2 separate regions of the Rattus norvegicus genome follow, and region 2 is linked to region 1. The links are chromatin contacts, called in public Hi-C maps. All regions are on one chromosome and are shown on one strand. The core of a region is the stretch at or near the end of the contact, and the rest is flanking DNA. Distances in the headings are between cores, read along the strand shown.

Region 1 (7,301 bases), core at 1,542-4,041:
ACTGTGGCCAGGAAGAAGATCCCGCAAAGGCAAAGCTGGCATTCCAAAGCCCTCGGTTCCCACAGCAGGCAAGCCAGCATAATGAGCACCCAGTGATGCCAACTATCTCCTCCCAGCTGCTGTTCACCCTCTGATGCCCAAGCGCTGCCCCCACCCCCCACACAGACGGATACTTAGTAAAGAGTGAATGGATGAAGATCCTGGGTGGTTAACAAGAACGCTCACCTCAGCTGGGCCCCTGGCCCTTCCATCTGCACCCCAGGCAACTGTCCCCCTTCACAGAGTAAGACATGGGTCTGGAATGACCTGAAAATCCATTTACGGTGGCTTGGAAACACAAGCTGACATTCCTTAGAATCCTGGCAAAGGCATACCTAAGAAGTCGTCCCCTCAGGTCTACCTTTGCGAGCCCTAGACACATGGCTCTTCAGACACCGCCAGGCCGTATGAAGGCCAGGGATGGGAGTGGGGGAGAGGGGCGCACAGAGTTGCCTCTCCTAGCTGTACCAACTAGCACAGCAGTGAATCCCATCTGTCCCCCTGCAGGGGCTGGCTCAGGAAAGCTCCAGCAATCCCACTGCCCAGGTGAGGGCCCGAGGCCCAGTGTGGATATGCCAACCCTGAACCGGCAGTGCAAGGTGTCAAGTTAACGAACTATCTAAATTCCATGAGATGGAATGCCCCAAATCCATGGGAGACCTCAGGCTGGGACATGTTACACCGGAACCCCAGCTTCCTAGTCTGTAACACTGAGCTCAAGCCGGGTCCGCTTTGTGGGGCCAGGGAAAGGACTCCAGAGGGCAGACACAATGGATACCAACAAGCAACGCTCACCCTCCTTCCTGCCTCTTAACTCTTTCAGCAAACACAAATACCAAGGACAGGTGAAGATATGGCCTCTGTCTAACGGGGAAGACCTCTGGGGAGGGGAGATAACAAACAGTGCAGCTTTTACCAGGGATCATGGCTAGGCTAACAGATGCCTCACTAGAGGCAACAACCTTAACAGAGACCCAAGGAGGAGGAAGGAGATGGGCAAGAAACCATCTGTGAGCAGGGCTGTGGATGGTGACAAGCCAGCACACGGCCCCAAAAGAGCCAAGCTGCCCTGCTGTACAGGACAGGAAGGAAGACAAGACCACTGAGGGGGGTGGAGATAAGGGAAGATGAAGTGTGGGGGGTGGGGGGTGGGGAGGTGCTTATGGGCCCTGCAAAGGACAGTGATGACAGTGAGCCAACCACAGGTTTCTGACCAGGAGAGGGACACGACCCAACTCAGGGGCTCAAAGACACTCCCTGGCTGTGGCGGGGCATAGGCTGTTAGGGGTGGCTGTACAGATATAGTGAGAGCCGTTCCACAGAGCAGGGGGGTGAGAGGGACAGGACTTGCAGAAGAGAAAGACAGGGAGATCAACATGAAAAAGTGGGTGACAGTGGCCAGAAGAGAAGCTACACCACTCCTAGAATGTTCTTACTAAAGAGTGACTCACACCACTCCTTACTAGCCCAATAAGAATACCCAGCACAATGTCTGATAGTCTCCTCTGCTTGATTAGGCTACGCCTACCAACACAGGGAACAATGGACCCACCAGGAGGCTACCAAGACACTCCCTAGAACTAAGTTGCTGAGACTGACGGTATGGGGACATCACTTTTGAGTATCCAGCTGGCCTGGGAGGTCCTAGGCACAGTGAAGTTTGAAGGGATGAGGCCTCTGGTGCTCAATAGAGGCCACTTTGCCACCCCTATTCCAGGGCACAGTTGGAGACATTTCTGATGGCCTCTACGGGAGTTGAGGAACTTGTAACTGGCACCCAGTGAATGGAGACCAGGCATCCCACAATGCACAGGGTCATTCTCACAATCAAGAATCTGACCCCGAAGGCCTGTAGTGCTAAGGCTGAGTCCGTGGTTCTGTCTGTGAAGCCCTAATAAATGGGAGATGAGAGAAAGTGCCGAGTTTTGCCCAAGACTCTACATAGACGTCAGACCTCCAGACTCTCAAAGATATTTAGGGTACAGCTGTAATACAACCCTCATTAATTAAAACCTGTACCACAACAAAGTCCTCCGGTAACTCTCAGGCAACTGGAAAGCCTAAAGTTGTAGGAAAAAGAATCCTGTCCAGGCCTCAGGCCCTAACTAACGCTGGTCGGAGTGAAGAAAACTGGAAGCAGGCTAGGCCCAGGCTTCAGCTGTCTCTACCTCACTCACTCCAGCAAGCGGCCAGGGTGGAGAAGGAGAAGCAGGCAGCTGCCATCGAGGAGGCTCCGCTTACTCCCAATCTCCGTCAACAAATATCTTGCTGAGCTTAGCTTCCTGGCATCAAGTAACCTGCCCCCCAGAAGCAGGGCTGCTTTCTGGCAACTGAAGCAAGCGCCCAGACAGATGCCAAGTTCCCAGACTGAAGAAGGGCTGGTGTGGAGAGCTGAGGATCAATTCCAAGTGACTTAGCTGTTGACAAGAAACTAGAAGAAAGAAACCCATCTCATTGTGACTTACAATGGAACACAGTGTCTGTCTGCAGATGAAAACACAGGGCCAAGTCCGCAGATGAAAAGCTGAGGATAGTGGGGAGGCCACTCTGCCAAAGTCGTGAGACAGGGCCCAGTGAAGCCAGAGCAGAAGCCGTCGTCTGACCCCTCCAAGCTCTGCTGACTTAGCCGCTGCTTCCCCACTAAGATCTTTACTCTACCACCAAGCAGAGTGAGGCCTGGCCTGGCAGCTTTCTGGGATGGAGAAAGTGGGCTATGCCCCACTGACAGCATGACTGGACCACCTTCAGGGTGAGAGCAACCACATTCTAGTCTGGAATGGGAACCGCTCAGGACCTGCGATGGCTAGTGACTGAGAAGCTGAGTCTCTGTTTGCACACGGCCATGAGGCCAGAGTCAGGAAGTCCCAGGCTTTGCCTCTAGGTCTAAGACAGTACAGGCTTGGGGGCATGAAACTCCCACTCTTTTTCTTTCCTTTTTCCTTTCCCTTTCTTCCTTTTTCTTTCCTCCCCCCCCCCTCTCTCTCTTTCTTCCTTTCTTTGAAAGAAAAGATCTCACTGTGTAGCCCAAGATAGCCTCAGATCTGGAGATGAGCCTGTCGCTTCAATCCAAGTGCTGGGATTAAAGGCAGGCGGCACCATGTTTTTACCAAATTCAACCAACTGAAGGCCCATGCTGAGTCTGCTCTTTCCCATAACGGAGCTTATTTATTCTGATACGCTTGACACATGCTGTGCTCTCTGCCAAGCATCCCCTTCCTCCCTCTGCATGGCTGGCTCCTCCTCTCTCAGACTGGGTACCACCTTCTCCGACATGCTCCTCTCTTCTTCTTTACTGTAAACTATCAGTACCACACACTTCACAGCCAGGAGTCTAGGTCTTGGTCTAGTGTCATGTCTTGTTTTGTCAGTGTTACCCTTCCTCTCTTCCCTTCTCTTTAAGAGTCCTGGGGAGTCTAAACCTCATACTCTGCATACTAAGAAGTGCTTTAACACTGAGTTACACAGCTACTGATTTATCTGCTGTCTGCCTGTCTATCTATGCCAGCTTATCTATCTATCTATCTATCTATCTATCTATCTATCTATCTATCATCTATCTATCTATCTATCTATCTATCTATCTATCTATCTATCTATGCCTATCTATCTATGCCAGCCTATCTATCTATACCAGCCTCTCTCTCTCTCTCTCTCTCTGCCAGTCTCTCTCTCTCTCTCTCTCTCTCTCTCTGCCAGCCTGGACAGCAGAGTGAGTTCTAGGACAGCCAGGGGCTATACAGAGAAAACAAACCTGTCTTAGAAAACAAAACAAAACAAACACAACAACAAACTCACCACCATTTATTTCCAGTAGATTTCCCATTTGTAATAAATCTGATTGTCTATGTGATTAAGGCTGGGCACAACAGAACCTGGCACAGACTAGAAACCCTATAAATGTGTGGTGGTGCGTACCTGTTTAATTCCAGCACACAAGAGGCTGGGGCAGGGGACCAAGTGTTTTGGGATAGCCTGGGCAATACGGTGAGAACATATCTCGAAACACACAATGGAAAAGGCCTGTAAACACGCTAAAGGAACACAGGTGCCTCTGCACCTAGCAGCTGCCCTCTCCTTGAGGCTCACACACCAAGGCGCTCTAGTTTGCAGGAAGTGTCGGCTCAGGGGACATGGGAGGACACCTGCCACAACCCACAACAACGGAGGGGCAGCAGGGGTGTCGGTATCGCCGTTCTCAGGCTTGCGGGTTCCCATTCCCATGAAACCGAGCTTGCCTCTTCATAAGGCTGAAGCTGCTGGCCTTCTGTTAACAGTACCGTGCAGCGCCTAATCACACAGGCTGACTCTCACACTGAGCCCATTCCAACTACCTGGGCAGTCCTGTTATAACCCCGCCCACCTCCCTGAGCGGAGTGAGGTGTCCGGAGAGTGTCAATCCTTTGCCGGAGGTCAGGGGCCAGAGCCACACCTGAAACCCAGGCAATGGCTCCAGGGTGTAAGCTTTTAATAACGACCCTTCATTGCATCTCAATCCCTATTTGGCATCTGCCAAAAGACACTGTGAGCGAGTGCAATTTAGCTGCTAACTGCGCCTCGTGAGTCACTTCTTCACGCCTGCACTTTGCCATGGTTTTCAAACCTACTGAATCGAGCTAAGGGAACAGATCTCAGAGCCCTCCTTGCCAAGTATACAGCATTGACAAGTGCAAAGGCAATTTCCATTCAGCCTGGCTGGAACTGTCATACGGAGAGCCAGTGTGGTATGCGTTACAGACAAGCCTTGATGCCAAGAAGGAATTACTGAAGGCCTACATGAGCCCACAAGGTCATCTCCAGAAGGGCTAGCCAGAAGACACCCAGAGTGATGATGTCCTTGCCTACCTGACACCGATTCCCCTCTTCTGGAGAACTCTGGTCACGGTGTCGGTGCACAGACTTCCCAGCCCGAGGCTCCGCACCCTCTGTACCTCCCTACTCTGCAGCCTCATTTACAGCGACATTACCCAGGAGTGCCCTCCCTGAGCTGCAACACACCAGCATCAGAAGCCAGGGTGTCTGGAGGAGGACGCTATGGATGAAAACACACGGCCTGTGCAGCTGCTAAGAGAAACTGTTTTTGTTTTTTTGTTTTTTGTTTTTTTGTTTTTTTCGGAGCTGGGGACCGAACCCAGGGCCTTGCAAGCTACCACTGAGCTAAATCCCCAACCGCTAAGAGAAACTGTTAACTGAGACTGAATGCATAGCTTCGAACTTGCTGTGTGACCTTGGACAAGTGACTTAGCAGCCCTGAGTACTTATCCAGGATGGGCTTAATGCCCTTTGCCCTCCTGGCAGCCATCGCTAGCACCGTGGACAGCTCCACACTGCCACTGCTCCCCCTCCACACCCCACTTCAGGTGCCTCTCCCCTACCCTCAGGCTTAAGGGGACCAATCATTTCCAAAGAGAGGATTCAAGCCAGAGACAAGGGTTGAGTAGAAGACCTCTGAGGGCCAGTGGGATTGTCCATGTAGTCAGACAGAAAGTAAACAGACTTGCCCCCAAGAGGAGAAACCAGTCCTACAGCTTCCCCAACATTGCTCTGGGCCCAGTTCCCAGGGCCAGTCTTTGATCTAGAAGAGTTAATTGTTTCCCTGGTTAGACAGACACAGAGCTCGCAAGGCTCTAGAACAACTGTGTTCCTCACAGGCTTCCTTTCAGCTCTCCGGATTGGAGCCAGGTGCTCCAGCATAGGCCGTGGGCAACTTCTGCAAATGGATCACAACACCAAAAGCACCGGGCTCCTGCTGATGGCTACATGCACCGGCAAGCAGACTCCCGTGCTTGCTAACGCTCTTAGACTGTTATCTGTAGTCTACAGGGGCAGATAGCTGGGAAAACCCTACATCCGAGGCCTTCATAGAGTTAAGGGTGGTCATGTGGCTTCTCTAGCTGGTGACTCAGAGTCAGGTCTGGCAGGTTTGACCAGAGTCCTCTGCTCCAGTTACCTTGACAGAAAAGCACTGTGTCCTTCGGGAAAGGTGAGGTGTTGCTGCTAATGATGGGCACCACTTCCTGAAACTGCCACCAGGTCCCCTGAGCCTTCCGTTCTGCAGAGCTCCAGACAGAAGGCAGAGCGTGTGAAATCATAGTAATTATCATAACAGCTGGCATCCGTTGATGTCACAGCATGTGTGTGCCCATTTTCAGAGTGTCACAAGTGTCAGCTCACTTCATCCTGAGCTCAGGAGCAAGAGGCAGGTACCAAGACCACCTTCAGTTACCTGTGGCCAGAGCCACGTACAGAGCGAGTACTGTGTCTGGAGCAGGGCACCTCAGATGGGTATTAGAACCCAGACAGTCAGGCTCCCGAGTCAAAAACTGTTTATTTAGGTTTCTTGGAGTTTTGTTTGAGACACGGTCTCAGTGTGAGGTCCAGGCTGACCTCAGACTCAGCTTCTCCCCATGATGGGGTAAAAAGTGTGCCGCCCTGCCGGCTCCCTCACCAGAGCTACTGACCATGAGCTTTGATTAAATAAAAAGAAAAGGTAGGTGGCCAAACTCGGTCTGTGAAAGCCCAATCCACTGCTATCACATACTGGGTACTGACTGTGACGGACGGGCTCTCCAGGACAGTCCTGGCCTTCCCTTGCTCACCTACAATGAAGGCCATGTATACCTGGCCACAGAGAAAAACAGGACACAGAAGGAAACAGAGCAGAACGCCATGCCCAGGTGCTCTCAGAATCAAGGCCATGTCTGCTCCCTGGCCATAAGCCTTGCTGCCTGCACATGCTGTTCATGCAAGAATGGTCTTCCTCCAGCAAACAAAAGCCTGCCCACCCTTCAGTACCAGCCGGAAGCCACAGGGAGATCTAAGATGGATGCACTTTTGAGCGTAAGAGCCAAGCGCTAACGGGATGTTGCATAGGCTGGCTTTTGTAATAGAAAGGAGGACATACCAAAACAGATCTGCCTATCTGCTCCTATTTACAGAGTGAAAGGGGTGGAGGGGCCAGGTAGGCAGGGCAAGGGGGAGCAGAGCCCTCTTGCTGGGGTGTCTGTACACACTCATTCACAGAACTGATTTTGACGTATGTGAGTGTCTAATCTGTCTTTTCTCTTTTGAGTATCACAAAAATAAAAACAAGGCAGGGGTGATGGGGAGCAGGTCAGAGAAGGTTGTGAACACAGATCTGAATAAACAGAGACAATGTTGGCCTCCCCCACTGGCCCATAGATTCCTGCGGGCAGGCTGGAACCTGTGCTGGCTGCTGGCCAGGGGCCTGCCCAGCAGCTGGTGCCCCAGCAGGGCTCAGAGTG
Region 2 (7,301 bases), core at 1,886-4,385, 57 kb after region 1:
GCATATGGAGCACATATACACATGTATATCCCATGTGCATGCGTGCTGGCCTAAAAGAAACAACCGGACCTTGTCGGGAAAGCCTCTCTCCATAGCTAGGTTCATGCCTGAAATCCCAGGAGTTGCAGACACAAGGATGAGAAGTTCAAAGTTATCCTTGGCTACCTAGTGAACATAGGGCAACCTAGGTTACTTGAGACCCTGTCTTGAAACAGACAGAAAAGGCCACCTTCAGGGGATGGGGAAACCTCCAGCTTGGGTTCAATGATGTGCCACTTCTGTAACAGGACAGCTCCGCCCTCCCCTCGGATCAACTGGATTTGAGAAGACTTTTGAGTTACTGCCTTGGGCAGCCTGGTCACAGTTAGCCGATGTGCCGTGATGGCGACTACTGAGTCAAGGAGGAGAAAGAGGAGGAAGTGTTCGGATGGGGCAAGCTGAGTGTACAGTGCCCAATGTCCGTCAGGGGACATCAAGGAAATAGAAGTTCCATGTCTGGAATGGAGGTGAGGGAGATAGTGTCTTTGAGACGCAGAGTCCAGAGCTCTACACTGGGGTCCAGGGTTTATGTCAGCTGTAGAGTAAGTGTTTAACATGTATGAAGCCCTGGACTCCATCCGCAGTATATGATGATGATGATGATGATGATGATGGTGGTGGTGGTGGTGGTGGTGATGATGATGATGATGACGACGACGACGACAACAACAACAATAAATATCGAACTGGAGTGAAATATACTGCCTTAGAGGAGAAGGGCATGCACAAGAGTTGCTGATGGCAACTGCAGGTCAGCAGTGCCTCTTTGGGTCCTTATACTAAAACGCGTTCATATTAAAATGATTTAACCTTTGCTGAGTAAACTTTTAAGGATGGGGGACACTTAACCTTGCACTCTGCCCTATAGGTACAAACAGAATCAGAAATGGCTTACTGCAGAAAAAAAGAGGGGTACATTCATCAAGTGCTTGGGGCCCTGTGCTTAAGCACCAACTATCTCCCCGAGTCAGAACAATCCTGGCGTAGAAGTCCTATGACTACCATTTCGCAGATGGGACACTGAGGCTGGGAGCAAAAGTGTGGGGGAGCTCAGGGCTGTCATGTCACAGCCCACAGTCAGGCAGCCTCTGGGCCAGATGGAGAACACTGAAGAACAATCATAATACATACGAACTGCTACTCAGTGAAGGATGGCTCAGCCTGGTGCCCAGCAAATCAGCACACCCTGACCAAGGTAATACTGCTATTGTCCCGTTTTTATAAACGGGAAACCTAAGTCTGGCAGAAGGGAAAGCCAACTGGACTCAGTGTTGAATTGGCCCAGTGGGTAGACCAAGGCTACAGTCAGAACCCTGCTCAGAGAGGGTCTCTAAGCTCCCCAGAAACGCTGAATAAATGACAGCATTTACCGACTACTGTGTGCCAGCGGCTGTGCTAAGCACTTGACACGGGGTGCTCTTATACATCTTCCAAACAATTCGATGAGGTGGCTTCCATTGAAATCTCCACTTTATATTTACGCATAGAAAGGGAAACTAAGGCACAGAGGGGTAAAGGTAGTAGCCCAAGGTCACACAGCTTGCTGGTGCATGGCAAAACCTAAAATTGAACGTGAGTCTCTCTGCTTCACAAGCACAAGCTCTTATCAAAATGATCGCAGTTAACAGCAGCTACTCTGCATTGAGTGTTAACTATGGACTCGGGTCTTTACATGCACACGGTCAACTAATTGGCAATCTATAGTACCTTCACCTCATTCCTCCAGGAACCAACAATAATGCGAACCCGTAATAAGTATCTTCAATGTGAAACGCCTTATTCACCAGATCTCAACACCTCAGAACAATCACCAGCAAAGGACAATTCCTCCTTCCTGGTTTTACCGAAGGCAAAAACGAGGTTCGGCGCGGTTTTCCCAGACCGCAGCTCCAGAGTGGCAGAGCTGGGACGTGCACCCACGTCTCCCGGACTCTAAGCTCTTCCTCACCGTGCCAGGTTGCACGTCTGGAAAGTTGAGCCATGCGGGCACGAGTCCCGCCGGGTACAGAGGGCGTGAGTCCCCGCGCTGCCGCCCCCCACAGCCGATGCCCACACCCGGCCGTCCGCCTGGTCACCCCGCCTGCGCTGACCCTCGGGGTCCGAGCAGCTACCAAATCACCACCACCCTTGCCCGAGACTGCTCCTGCATCAGGAGCCACGTACCTGGGCGTCCCAGCTGCACGCCCCGCGGGCTCCTCGACCGCGGCGTTCAGCACAGCGCGGCTCGCTAGAGACGCCGCCAGCTCCAGTGGCCCGAGTGACTTCCAGGCTGCCCACTTCCAAGCCGCTTCGCGCGAGGCCTCGTGGGAACTGTAGTTTCTCCCTAAGAAGCAGCGCACTGAAGAGAGCCTGGCGCGCGGGGCCTGCCGGGAATCGTAGGCACGCCACCGCACCACCTTCTGGGAATCGTAGTTTACTGGTCGCTTCGGTGCAGCGCCAGTCTCCAGAGGACTTCCGCAGCCCCGAGGGGTGTGAGGCAGGGAGGCGTGTCTTGTGTCGGCTCCAGCCGGGGATCCTGGCTCTTCACCCTGTTTGACCGGTTTCTCCTTTCTCCTAGCCACGTCCGCCTTCTCCCTCTGCTCAGGGAACCTTTCACTGTCCCTCTCCGCAGGGCGGGAGTCTACTACTCCGAGCCTGCGAGCCTGGGGAGGGGCGAGAAGACCGGAGCCGTGCGCTAGACCCCCTTCAGCGCTGGGCGGAGCGGGACGGCGGCGGCGCGCCCTCGCGCACGCGCGTTCTCTAGCGGACTCGGGCCAGGATTGCTGGGGGTGGGGGTCCCCCTGGGGCGGGGGTCGGAGGACTTCTTTTCCCACCCCCTTTTGGAACGCGTGCGCGAGCTACCGTGCACACGCGCGAGCTACCGTGCACACGCGCGAGCTACCGTGCACACGCGCGAGCTACCGTGCACACGCGCGAGCTACCGTGCACACGCGCGAGCTACCGTGCACACGCGCGAGCTACCGTGCACACGCGCGAGCTACCGTGCACACGCGCGAGCTACCGTGCACACGCGCGAGCTACCGTGCACACGCGCGAGCTACCGTGCACACGCGCGAGCTCTGGTTGCCGGGGTCAATCCGCCAAGTGCCGGGCTGCGGGACTAACCGTTCTGTTGGTGGGATCCTCCCACATCGTTTTCAAACGTAGCTTCCCAAGTCCCCTCTAGGTCTGTTCGTCTACACAGGAGCTCCGGGGTGCCGCAGAGCTCGCTGTCCCTTGTCGGGAGTCCTGTCACAGGTAACAGGCGCGGCTCCCGCCCAAAGGAGGTGGACACACCTACTAGCTCCCGCCCTTATGGATTCCCGGGAGCCGGAACGTGAGGACGCGGCTCCCCGTGTTCCTCTGGGCTCCAGACCGGTCCCGGAGATGGGAGGCGCAGAATCACGACCTGTAGGGGCTGCCTGGCAGGCCTTCTCTATTCATTCAGTAATGACATAGTCTGACGGTAACTAGTGTTTGTTGAGTGCCTGGGAAATATCGAGATTTAATCCACTCGTGGAAATGAGCGAAGATTCAACCTTAAAAAAAAAAAAAGAAAACGGTGTTGCCACTCGCACTCCATAAGGGATTCTGAGCAACTGGACTGGGATTGCTCAAACCTCTAAATCTCATGCATTCACTTTCTGATTAAGCCTGCGTCCTGGGAAGGTGTTCATTATGACATGATGGAAAGCACTTATTTCTTATCGGGACAGATCAGAGGCGTCATTCACTTGTTCATTAAGCAAAACATCTCATGTAATCTAATCCAGGTCATTGTAATCACAAGCAGTAAATACCTAGCAAAAATACCTGCATAAACTATTTTAGTTTAATTTTTGAGACTGGGTTTCCCCATGTAATTAGCTGGCCTGGAAGTTTTAATGTACACTAAATTGGCCTTGAACTCACAACGGTTTGCCTGCCTCTGCCTTCAAGTGTTGCAGTTGAAGGCATGCACTACTATGCCTGACCAACTTCAATTTTTTTTTTTTTTTCCGGAGCTGGGGACCTAACCCAGGGCCTTGCACTTGCTAGGCAAGCGCTCTAACACTGAGCTAAATCCCCAACCCTCCAACTTCAATTTTTACAGAAAGCCAGGCCTCTAACCACAGCACTCACAAGGCTGAGGGCAGGAGGGTTACTGCATATCATCTTGGGTTATCAAGTTAGAACTTTGGGGGGGGCATAATTTTCTATTAAAAATTCCTGAAGCCTACCTTTCCCTGAGACTCTGTAGGCTTAAAGTTAATGGTTGCTGGGGAGAGACATTTTGTTCAGTGGTATGGCCAATAGTTCATGCCCATGTGAATAAAACCTCGGCCATGCTCTTCTAAGTAACTAAACCAGCTGGTTCACATAAATAAAGTTTACATACAACAGTCAAAGATTAATCTCCACGGGCATGGTGGCACATACCTTTAATCCCAGCACTTGGGAGGCAGAGACAGTCAGGTCTGTGTGAGTTTGAGGCCAGCCAGGTCTACAAAGAAAATTCCAGGACAGCCAAGGTTGTTTACACAGAGAAACCCTGTTTCAGAAAAGCCAACAAATAAATAAATAAATAAATAAATAAATAAATAAATAAATAAATAAATAAATATTAATCTCAATAATGAGCTGTGATACCTTAAAATGTAAATATGTTTTCCATTCCATTTACAATTTAATTAAAAGTATGAGACACCAACAAAGATAGGAAACTGCCCAGTGTCTCTTAATAAACCAAATACACTGGTAAAGGGTCTGTAATTTACAGGGAAATCTACTTGGGAAGTAGAGGCAGGAGGATTGGGAGTTCCTTGGCTACACAGCAAGGTTGATGCTAGCCAAGGCTACATGAAATACCTCCCCCACCACATACACACACACAGGACCAATATCTATTAATAGGAATTTGTGTGACTGAGCAGTCAGATACTCTGCAGCTGGCAACTGTTACAGAGTGAAGTCCAGTTGTATATTAGCATCAACTAGTCTCTAGATACAGAGAGAATGTCTGTATATTGTATGCAGACATATGTAGACCACGCGTTATTATACTTCTATATGTACAGAATGCCTCTAGAGACATACAGAAAAAACATCACCAGGTCTCTGTCATGAAGAGGAAACAGAGGTGGCCAACTGTGAGATGGTGACTTTTTGTTCATATGGCCCTTGGTATCCCAATATTCTTTCCATGTCCATCTCAAAAAGCTAAGGAGAAATAATAGCTAACTCATAGTACCATCATAAGAATTAAATGGGGCCTAGGGAGATGGCTCAGAGGTCAAGAGCGCATATTCTTGGATCTCTTGACATGGGCCCAGCCTCCAGCACCCATGTTGAGCAATTCACAACTACCTGTAACTCAAGTCCCAGGGGGATCTGACACCTTCTTCTGGCCAACTTCCAGGGCACCTACACTCATGTGCACATGCCCCCCCACTCCCAGCACATACACAGAATTTAAAAATAAATTAAAACCGTATTAAACGCTGGTCAGTACTTTGTGGCCTTGTGCTCTTTGTGTTTGTGGCTAGGTGCTGTGGTTCCCAGGGATCTGAGCTACCTCTCTGCTCACTGGAAACTAACCCACCGTATTAAAATACGTTTGTCAGCCATAAAGAAAGTTAAGTGCATTCTGGCCTATTGAATCTGCCCAAAGTCCAAGACTGTGTGGGCGCACTTCAGCTCCTTAGCTGTAATGCCACTCAAAGAACAGAGTAAGTCAAGGTGGCCTCTCCAGTTTTATAGTCAGCGAATGAGGCCCTCTGGTCCCAGCTGGACTACCGGACTCCTGCCTTTAATTCATTCAGGGATGTTTCTCAAAGCATGGGACGCACATCCCCTTCCTTTTGGGTGCTCACTGCTTGTTAAAAACACTCACAGTACTTTGTGATATGATATCAGCTACCATAGCCAGCTCCCCAACCGAGACTGAGGCAGGAGGACCACCTGAATCCACAGTTCAAGACTAGCCTGAGCACACATGCTCAAAGACATGTGGTGTGCAGGCACACCATGGGTATTAGACCAGGGGATTAAGTTTGAAACAGTTGAAAGCTGCAGAAGGAAAAAACTTTAGTGACCCATCACTCCAACTGTCCCATTGTTAATTTTGTGACCATCTGTTGTTGTCTCCTTTTCCTGCTAAACTGTAAAGTCTAGGAGGCAAGAAGTCTTTATCTCATATGCTGTTAGATTCTATGAAACCAATTGAGTGCCCAGAAGCATGTAGTGTGGTGGAGTAGAGTGCCCCCTGCAGGCAGGTCTCTTATAAGGCAAGTAAGGCTCTTCCTCCACAGGCTTTTCCTTGAATATTGTCTGTATATTGGACCTAAGAAAAATCAAATCCAAACAAACAAAAATCCCCACAGACTTGGGTTTTCTCTGCAGACAACAGGAAATAGCATATCTTAGTCCCAAATCCTTTGTCTCATAGTCACCCTGACTACAGACTGAGTGCTACCAGTAAAGCAAGCCGGTTGGTCAACCCCATGGGAGCTAAGTCTTCCAGAACTTACTCCACACTCATTGTTAGGGATTAGCCTGAGACTGAGGAGGAAGTTGGGAAGGGCTGAGGGGAGAGGTTTCCTCTGGGCCACCCTATGAATGAGCTCAAGGTAGGACTGACAGAAAATACAAACCTTGGTGAAGATTCATTTATGCCCCTCCCCCAATCCCAGCAGCGATAACCCAAAGAATCCCGACTGAATTTTTGTAGGCTGGGGAAGAAAAGGGGGACTCAATGCGTATGCCTAGAACAATAGGAGCTATTGGTGGGGACTGCAAATTTTCCACACATGATATCATTTCTGGTTCTGGGGACTAAGGAGGACCCAGTGAGGTAGATTGTGGGTATGGGACTGGCTTACTGCCGTGCAGTGGTGAGCTAGCAGAACCTCCCTATCTGTGATATAGATGAGTTCAGAACTGTGAATTGGCTCTTAGGTCTTGATTTGAGGGTTGGGGATAGGGTCACTCTCTGTTTAACCCAGGATAGCCTAGACCCCAATCGTTATCCTGTTCTCCTGCCTTAGCCACCCGTGGACTAGAATTACAGACAGTCTTGAACATATCTCTTTTCTTCTCCAAACAGATTCCCACCCACTCCGCATGTATGCTCTGCCTGCTGCTTTCTCTCTGCAAACATAGGGCCCTAAGCTTAGCCATGCCAGAGAGGTGATTTTGCTGCTGGCTTTGCTTCAAAAGATCCAAGCCAAAAAAGACCGTGAACTCCAACAGTTTCCTGAATGGATGGCCTTCCACTTTAGTGTGCAGGAGACCCAGCAGCTAGA

What was found. A called contact is a pair of places that touch in the nucleus more often than the background predicts.
Region 2: a Hi-C map of kidney shows a contact between it and region 1, with 1.7 times the contacts expected there. The contact joins the promoter of Wdr87 here to the enhancer-like site in region 1. A contact is called at or near these places in 5 of 12 Hi-C or Micro-C datasets (the Rat2 cell line, Schwann cells, kidney and 1 more) and 1 of 1 datasets of contacts at active chromatin or transcription factors (oligodendrocytes).

What each region holds. Positions count from the first base shown.
Region 1 is chr1:93,894,255-93,901,555 of GRCr8, forward strand. The region is part of intron 1 of LOC103689966 (MARCKS-related protein-like); the gene reads left to right. It also overlaps a transcript of Sipa1l3 not described here. Among named protein-coding and RNA genes, the nearest start is that of Wdr87, 56 kb to the right of the region's middle. Within about 2 kb of position 2,792, at least 20 of the 93 cell types and tissues checked have an H3K27ac peak or open chromatin away from gene starts, as enhancers often do.
Region 2 is chr1:93,950,631-93,957,931 of GRCr8, forward strand. Wdr87 (WD repeat domain 87) reads left to right here and starts at 3,136. Exons shown (of 7, transcript XM_063280682.1): 1 at 3,136-3,276. The region is part of intron 1 of LOC103689966 (MARCKS-related protein-like); the gene reads left to right. It also overlaps a transcript of Sipa1l3 not described here.